2 separate regions of the Mus musculus genome follow, and region 2 is linked to region 1. A link is a contact called in public promoter capture Hi-C data. All regions are on one chromosome and are shown on one strand. Each heading gives the region's core, a stretch centred on a gene start, on an enhancer-like site or on the middle of the called end of the contact. The rest is flanking DNA. Distances are from core to core; before and after follow the strand shown. Region 1 holds the start of Tent5c (terminal nucleotidyltransferase 5C). Region 2 holds the start of Tspan2os (tetraspanin 2, opposite strand).

What was found. Promoter capture Hi-C pulls out the DNA fragments that hold promoters and counts their contacts.
Region 2: a promoter capture Hi-C map of pre-B cells shows a contact between it and region 1, with 3 times the contacts expected there. The contact joins the promoter of Tspan2os here to the promoter of Tent5c in region 1. A contact is called at or near these places in 3 of 39 promoter capture datasets (cranial neural crest, liver and pre-B cells).

Annotation. Positions count from the first base shown.
Region 1 is chr3:100,487,797-100,492,321 of GRCm38.p6, forward strand. Tent5c (terminal nucleotidyltransferase 5C) reads right to left here and starts at 1,396. Exons shown (of 2, transcript NM_001142952.1): 1 at 1,298-1,396.
Region 2 is chr3:102,733,598-102,737,921 of GRCm38.p6, forward strand. Tspan2os (tetraspanin 2, opposite strand) reads right to left here and starts at 1,820. Exons shown (of 4, transcript NR_040588.1): 1 at 1,631-1,820. Tspan2 (tetraspanin 2) reads left to right here and starts at 1,173. Exons shown (of 8, transcript NM_027533.3): 1 at 1,173-1,468. The coding sequence starts at 1,400.

The DNA.
Region 1 (4,525 bases), core at 146-2,645:
GAATTCTTGGTAAGCCTTCCTACCACCCTCTTGGCTGCCTGGCTAGCTTTCTGGCTCCCTCGCTGCCTTGCCAAGCAAATTACAGTGGAAGTTGTTGTAGCCAGCAATGGCCACCGTCACCCTCCTTCCCAGAGTAGCGGGGCAGCTGGGGACCTAATTTAGGAGGATTTGACCATCTTAACTTTATTTCCAGAACACCAAACTCGTCATAATTCAAACTATTACATACACAGCTATTCTTAAAAAATCAGTAAGTCTATTAAATCTTTCGTTGTAAGCACTTTATCCTCAATTGAGGGAGGGGCTTAAGACTTGGGTCCGGGCTCTGAACGGTTTCTCCACATTAAAGGTTGAGAGGAGAGAAAAGAGGCCTAGACCACCTAGGGATGACAATCGATGCTGGTGGAAGTTTTGCGTTCTTGAAAAACCAACTAGGCATTTCCTCACCAGCCCTCCAGGACTTTGCGGTCTCCTGCCCTCCAGCCTGCCCGCGCTAGGTGTAAAGGCTACCAGCTGGTACTGCAGGTTCCTCAACTTCTTCCTATGGAGAAGGCTCTCACCCTCCTCGCAAACTGCGCTAAAGAAGTTCCCTGACCCGGACGATCCGGGAGCCGCGCCTCTAAGCCACCGACAGCACCGCTATCAGAGTCAACGGACTGACTACATGGCTTTCAGCCTACGCAGTAAGCGACTTTCGATCCCCAAAGGGGAGGAACCAGGTTTCACAGCCGCTGAATTCTCGAGAAGTTTCCGAGAGACGCGCAGCTTCGATCATTTGGCCGCGCTGGGTGTCCACAGTCCCAAAGGGAGAAGGATCTCAGCCGCCATCCCGGGCACCGAGCCCAGGAAACTGCCCTCCCCTCGCCGGCCAGGCTTTAGCCCCGACCGCTGCGTCTTCATCTGCGCCGCCAAAACCGCGGGGTTCAAAATCGCCCGGGTTCCGGGCTCGGTGTGCGCGCCACAGGGGCGCAGCTCAGAGCCGGAGCACCGACTAGGTGCAGGGAAAGAGCCCCCTACACTCCGGCTGCCGGGGCAGCAGGAACTCGCCCAAGTTTGCCAAAGCCCGGCCACGGTCTCCGAAAAGTTTGCCTCCTTCACAGAGGAAAGTTTGCGTGAGGGACGCGGGAGCCAGGCGGGTCCTGACACCTGCTGGCATCTCTCCTCCATCCCCGGGGCATGCCACCAGGCTCTGCCGGGACTGACCCTAAGCGGGAAAGCGCGGCCCCCCCCGCCCCCCCCGCCCCGGAGGACCGCAGCAGCATCCTCCCACCTGCGGAGGAGGGGAGTGTGGACTCACCTGGGCGTTGGAAGAGGAGGTGACTGAGGCAGGTGGTTGGCGTGGGCAGCCCCCAGCAGGAGCGGAGCGGAGACTGCGGCCCCTAGACAGCTGCGGCGAGTGAGCGGTCCGGCCGCCGCCCCCTCCGATCTTAACCGGCCTGACCACTCCCCCGCGCCTCCCCGCCCCTGCCCCCGCCCCGCGGCCGGCCTCCCGGGGGAGCCAGGGCGGGGCGCGCCGGCCGGGGCCCCGCGGGATCCTTGCGCCCCGCGCTGACGGCGGGGGGCCGGACGAACGCCGCCCTCTGATTGGCTCCTCGGGTCAATGGTTGCCGAGAGACGAGTAAACCTCGGGCGGCGCAAAGGGGCGGGGTGACCAAGAGGCAGCGTTGCGCAGGCGCAATAGAGAGGTGCTTTGTGGGCGGCGAACTAACTTTGGGGTTGAGGGCACAATTTTCCTCTGTCCTCTCCGCTCCACTCTGCCGTCTTCTTTAGCTTTCCCTTGCCTAGACTGTCCTTCCCTCTACCCCGCTTGCTCCCTGGCGGGCGCGTCTTCTTTCAAACTTTTAGGCGCTCCTCGCCCCAGTGCTCTCTGGTTTCCGGGAGCCGGGAGTGGAAGCCCACGCCTGCCTCGCGCGGTGTTTGTGAAGTCGGAAAACTCTTAGGTGGGCCCTGGAAAAATCTTTCTGATTCCTCGAACAAATTGGCTGGAGGTGAGGTCGTGGTCCTGGGGGGAAGGAAGCAGCTGTGGCCGCGCGGACCACCTGTGTGCAATTGGCGATCCCGGGAAGCTATCGCCAAAGCCTTAAGCACAGCAGCTCAGCTCTCCAGAGAGCAGCGCTGGTCTTTGCTGCTTGTTACTGCTCGCAGGTGTGGGACACACACACACACACACACACACACACACACACACACACACACACACACTCACTCACTCACTCACTCACACACACATAGTTGATGGCTCACACACACACACACACACACACTCACTCACTCACTCACTCACTCACACACACATAGTTGATGGCTCCGCTGTGGAACTCTCCTTCACCACTTAATTACCCGGAAGGCCTTGCAAGAAGCTATTGTGGTTTGGTCTTTATTTTAAGACAATGCCTCCTGAACCCCAGACAGGCCTCTAAGTAGCCTTGGCTCACCTTTAACTGATCCACCTCTGTGCACCTCCCAACTGCTGGGATTATAGGCGTGGTCTACCACGCCCAGCTTTACTGACCGTCTTGACCTATCCTCCAAAAACACTATTTCCCATCTGTATTATGGGAGGAAGGACGAGATAACCGTGAGATCAATATTATGGAAATAGCTATTAATCATGCACTGCTTGCTAAAAAGTTCATGCCAGGTACTAAATAAATCAGAAAGCAGTCGTTAATAAACACTTGTTGAGTTTCGTTTGACCCTCTCCTGGGTACTGGGGCCTAGATGGCTTCCCGAATCGGTGCTCTCTTCTGCCCTCTCCACCTCTGTGGAGCGTGAGTATCCGTATCCAGCAGTGTCTGCTAGGCTATGAAGAGTTCTCACACATGCACATGCTTTCTCTGGTAGGGGAGGCGAATTCCCAAAACTAAAACAGTGTAAGACATCAGTATGAGAACTTACATGTTCTTGAACACAAATTCAGGATATATGGCCAGCTTTTTTGTTGATAATGTGAGCCCTTTCTGATCTCACAGTGTCTTTTATTGTGTACAAAATGATGGGTGTGTGTACTCACAGAGCTGTCACCCAGAACATTTCCAGCTTAGCCATGGCCCCTGTCACTCAATAGATTGCAGGGTTACCAATATTAAGAACTCAGTCTTCATATGTCAATTGTTCTGGTATTTGAACTATTCATGGGGAAACAGAGGGTGAACATTTTTCTCTCCGTGAGATTTCTCTGTGGTGTTGTATGTAACCGTGGCTCATTCTTCACCACTGCATATTCATTAAATAACCAACACTTTATGCCCTCAGCTTACCGTCTGATAGGCACTTCATTTGCTTCAGGTTTTGGACAGTCCGTTGTGAAGTTGCTGTCAACATTCTTCCATATGTCTGCTATACAGCATTCATTTGTGCCAAGCACACGCTTGGAGACTGGAAATTCTGGTTCACAGAGTATACACACAATGTTAACCTTTAAATATATTTCCAATTATCTGGGTTATAAAAATAACAACCAAAGAGAAAACAACAAGCTTAAACCATAAAACAGACAAAAATAGATCTATCCGTAAAGCAGAATGGGTAGTCTGTTTAATGCTTCAGCCAGCACTGTAAAGATCCTGATGACCCCACGCATTTACCATTTGGTAACATGGTATTTAAAATGTCTTTAGTTACACTTTATTATTGGAGGGGGGTGTGTGCATGCCACAGTGGCTGTGTCGAGGGCATTGAACAACTCTTGGGAGCTCCAGCTCTCCACCATGTGGGGTCTGGGGGTGGAACTGAGTTCATCCTCAGGCTTAGCCACAAGCTGCTTTACCCTCTGAGCCATCTCCTTAGCCTAAGTGCTTTCTTTGTAAATTTACAACAGGGATGTATATTTCACTATAATTAGGCATTCATTTCTCTGGTGACCAATGCTGTTGAGCAACTTTTCAGATGTCTATCACCCATTAAGATGTTCTTTGAGAAGTATCTATTTGTGTCTTTTGCCTGTTTGAACTGTATTCAGTTCTTCACATATTCCAGATATAATGCCTTATATCTATTCCAAATCCCTTCTCTCAACCTGTATCAGACTAAAAGAGTTTCATAATTTTCAATCAGCCCGATGTACCAGTCTTATCTCTAATGCTTAGTGTTTTGCACCCTGTTTAAGGAATCTCTGCCTAGCCCAAAGCCACAAAGATGATTGCCTCTGCGCTCTTCTAAGAATTGGGTTTCAAGCCTTGAGGAAATAGCTGCCCTTCTGCAAGGCTCCAATCTCAATAACATTTAAGCAAATTATTACCTTGGCCTTTGACTTGGATCTGGTCAGCGGAGGTCATTGATAGTAGTAGATGTTTTAGTTAGCATGCACATTAGTGGTTTTCACCATGATGTTTCAGACGTACATGTTTGCCATATGCTTTGTTCTGCCCCCTCTCAGGTCTCTCCCAGGCCCCCTCCTGGCTGGCTGGCTCTTCTCTTCCCTGTTAGCCCCTTCTGCTCTCTTACCACAAGTAACTTCTAAACCTAAAGTTTGATCTGCCCTTTGCTTAGGTGACATTTTGTTCAACTTCCTGAACAAATTAGG
Region 2 (4,324 bases), core at 570-3,069, 2.2 Mb after region 1:
CATCTCTCTGACTCCTGCTCCCAGGCTAGGTTGTACTTCCTCTGCTTCCTCCCCTGACCCCCTGCTCTCTCTACTGGCACCTTTTTGTTTGTTTGGTTTTGGTTTTTTGAGACAGGGTTTCTCTGTATAGCCCTGGCTATCCTGGAACTCACTCTGTAGACCAGGCTGGCCTCAAACTCAGAAATCTGCCTGCCTCTGCCTCCCAAGAGCTGGGATTAAAGGCGTGAACAACCACTGCCCAGCTACTGACACCTATTTTACAAATTAGGATCAGGTCCAGTCTTCTTGAAAAGCCTTCCTTAGTCAAGGCAGAAGCAGTCTCTTGCCCAGCTCCTAGCCCACCCACCTCACCTTGTTCCAAAAATTTGCTTACAGATCTGTGCCCTCCAGTAAAGATGTGATAGCAAGCCTGGCATTCTTCTGGTGTCCCCAGGGCTTGCTACTATGCCTGGCCTATAATTGGCACTTAGAGTGTTGCTAAATTAATGCACAAGCTCCCTGATTTTACACTTTCCTGTCTCCCCCGTGCCGTCTGACACCACATATTGTAGACACTTAGTCAACTGAAGTGAATGCCCGATTCTTCACCAGTCGCCTAGCTTAATAAAAACAAAGCAAAACAGAACTCGCTCCCTTTCCCTGATCTACACATCTCAGTCTAGACCCTAAGAATCTGGACTTCTTTCAAGGCCCCCGATCTATCAAACCTAGCAGGATGTGAGTGAGAGGTCTGACTCCCTTTCCCTGATCTGGTGGGCTGGACTGGGCAGGGTGGGAAGCAGTGTCAGGGCCCAGGGCCTCCGCCTGGCGCGCCTACTCCCAGTTCTTGCCTATTAAGGTAACAGTCCTCTAGGAACGCAGCGGCAGGAGGGAGGGTCCCCAGCAGCGGCCTCCGCCCGCGGCCTGGGCGCTTGCAGGACTCTGCTTAACTGCAGCCCTGGACACTCTGCCTGGCGCCTCACCACAGAGTCTCTACCGGCTTCACCGATCCTATTAGCTTTACCATCTGAAGTCACCTCCCTAGGTTTCCATAGACACGCAGGATAACTTCAACCATCATCGAGGGCCTCAAGGGAGTCTGGGCACCCGGCACTGATTAAATGGACCCCGCGTTCCGGGTGGGCGCACATATGCTCGGATAGCTACAGGAGCCCAAGCCCACCAGCGTGGACGAAGGTGGTGCTACCTCCAAGGGCCGGAGCGGGTGCGTGGGACCGGGATCTCCACCCCAGGGCGCCCCAGCCACAGCCAGCTGGCCGCTCGCGACCAAATCCCCGCCCGCAGACCACGCCCACAGGTCACGCCCCTCCCAACCCGCCCCGCCCCTCCACCGGCGCCCGCCGCTCCCGGGGCTCGGCGCGGGCCTGGGGAATCGGGAGCCCGCCGCCGGGGTCGCAGCATGGGGCGTTTTCGCGGGGGCCTGCGGTGCATCAAGTATCTGCTGCTCGGCTTCAACCTGCTGTTCTGGGTGAGACCCGAACCGGCGGGCCGGTTAGGGGGCCAGGGTCCCCGGGGAGGTGACCGCAATAGAGTTGGGCCATAGGAGAGGGCAGGATGTTCAGAGGCGCTAAGCAGACAAAGAGGGAGGGGACATATGGAGGGGGATAGGACATAGAGAAGCTTGAGCTACCAGAGGTGATGAGAAGAGGAGACACGGTGCGATGCTCCCCCGAAAGAAGCCATCATCTTCGGCGGCATCGCCCGGCGGGTGGCGCCAGGTGCGGGGATCTAGCGGGCCCCAATATTCCGAGGGCTGGGGGCCTGGCGGCCCGTGCTCCCTGCATCCTGCTGTGTACACACACCCACTTCTCGCGCTGCCTTCTCTGGGGAACCCGGCGGCCGGGCCAAGGCTCTGGGAGGGAAATCCCTACCGTAGGGCTGCCTGGGGTGGCGCCCCAACCAAGAGTGTGCGGACACGCCGCCTGGCTCTGGTGGTTTGTTGGGAAAATAACGGACAGTAGAGAAAATTGAAAGAGTGGGGAAGATCGTCCTTTTCTTGGGCATTGGCGGGGGGGGGGGTCTTCTGGGTGGGCAGTGGTGGGTGCTCTTTTACGAGGGGTTGGAAAATGGAGGGATTTTGGAAGAGCAGCAACATCCCCCTAGGGTCCCTGCGTACAACCAGTACTCTTGAAATGATCTCATTCAACTTTGCAGGGTGGTGTAGACCTGGCAGCATTCCCTGGGTAGAGATGCATAGAGACAGCCAGAGAGAGTGCCATGGCCCCAGTCTACTGTGTTAGCAGGGCATAGTTAGAGGTGTACCATCCCTGGAATACTCTCTCCCGAGCCCTGGAAAACGGTCAGAGGCCCATTCTGCACAGTCCCTATTGGCCTTCCAGTAACAGAATGCCAGCCAGTGTAGCTGCTCAGATAGACCCTGAGGGAAGACACGAGTCTCGCTTCAGGGGATGTGGGTAACTGCAGGAGCAGAGATGCTTTGGGATGCTTTGAAACCACTGGACTGGCCGCGATGGTTGTCCCATCTGCTCTGAGGAGGCTGGATGGACGATAAGTAATAAATTATTGAACGATGGGCCTCACTTGTGACTACCAACCCATCAGCCCTGAAGCCTGGGTGACTCCAGCAACTCTAAGCTCTTCAGAGACTGCGTGGCCATGACCAACACTGGCTAGCAATGGACAGTCTGGAGGCAGTACCTGGGGACATCCCCTGTATTTTAAAAATACATATAGACTTTGTACAACTTGGCTTTTACACCCATCACACTCCAGGAAGAAGACTTTCTGAGCGCCCTTGTGCTGTATTGTTTGTTTGTTTGTTTGTTTGTTTGTTTGTTTATAAGTCTGGCTTAATTTCGAAGGCTGTTAATTATAGGTGCCATGTTGCAGTGACACCCGTTACTCTCACTGCTTACAACATACTTTGTGTGAGCCAGGGAGGGAAGTCTCTCAGGCTGGGTTTAGTGCTTATTTTGTGCCAGCTTCTCCAGACTTATCAAACCTTTGCAGTGGGTTAGGGACAGTGCGCATGTGCAAGCAGGGCATCCCCATCTTCATAGACGAAGACGTGGGGGATCAGATAGGTCCCACAGCTGTTGAGTGGCAGAGACAGGACTCAAAGGCTGCCTCCTCCATCTTCATCCTGTGGGAGGTTCAGTCACCCAGCTGTCCTCAGAATGTGGCTCCTGGGTCAACAGCATCAGGGCTCCCTGGGGAATTTTCAGAAACATATATTTTCACTCAGCCCGGCTCGCTGAATCAGACAGTGTTGGGGAGGAGCCCAGCAAGCTATTCTAGAAGGCATCCAGGTAATCTGAACCCACGGGCATGTTTCAGAATCACCATCAAACAACTACTAGATAGATGCTGTTCCCAAAGCTGCTACTACAGCTAAGAGAACAGCCCACAGAGAACAACAAAAACAAAGTAAGGCAGGGTGACCAAGTGACAAGCTTCACACCCGGGTCACAAGCGCAGGGATGAAGTAGCACTCCAGTGAAGTCTGAGTGCCTGTCACTGAGATTGGAGATGGCCTTTTCTATATGTGATCTAAGTACAGAGTTCAGAAAAGCAATCCCAGTACCAGCGAGGACCCTAAACAACTTCATCTGAGAGATATCGGAGCTCAACCTGGGAGAACGGAGGTGGGCAGAGGGAAGCCACCAGATGAGGAGCAGAGCAAAGGATTGTGAGCCATCCGAGAGGCAAAGCCAGGGGGGGTCTGAGGGCAGAGATCCAAAGCATGGTGTGCTTAGATGAGGGGGCTTGCCAGAGTCAGTGTGCTCTCCCTCCATGCCAGAGTCAGTGTGCTCTCCCTCCATGCCAGAGCCAGCGTGCTTTCCCTCCAGGATTGCCTTCCCATCTGTTCAATTAGATGGACAGAGTTGTGCTGAGGACGTGTGTGATGTATCCTAAGCCAGCCTTATATAGTAGGGGCTTGAAGTTATTTGTTATTCTTGTTATTAACTGTCTGGCATACAGGAAGTGTTCAGTAACTAGTATCTGTCTTTCTCCTGGTGTCCTGACTGTTGGCAAACAGTATCTGTGTATGCCAAGTGACTTGCATGTGACTTCTTTGGTGGACAGCTATACACTATCCTCTCAACTCAGACTTGGCTTTTTTCCCCCACTAACATTGCCCACTCCCTGAGAGCAGGGATTTTTTTTTCTGTTATTTTTACATTCATTTCCCTGGCCCCTAGAATGGTGCCCAACACAGGTACTGAGTAACTAACTCTCTATAGTGGATTAATGAATCCTCAGGTTAGATACCTGGATTTAAACAGCTTTCTTGACTTTCAGACATCAGCTGTCAACTTTATCAGGAGAGCTGACATGCCTGTGCCTGTTCATTGTGGAGATG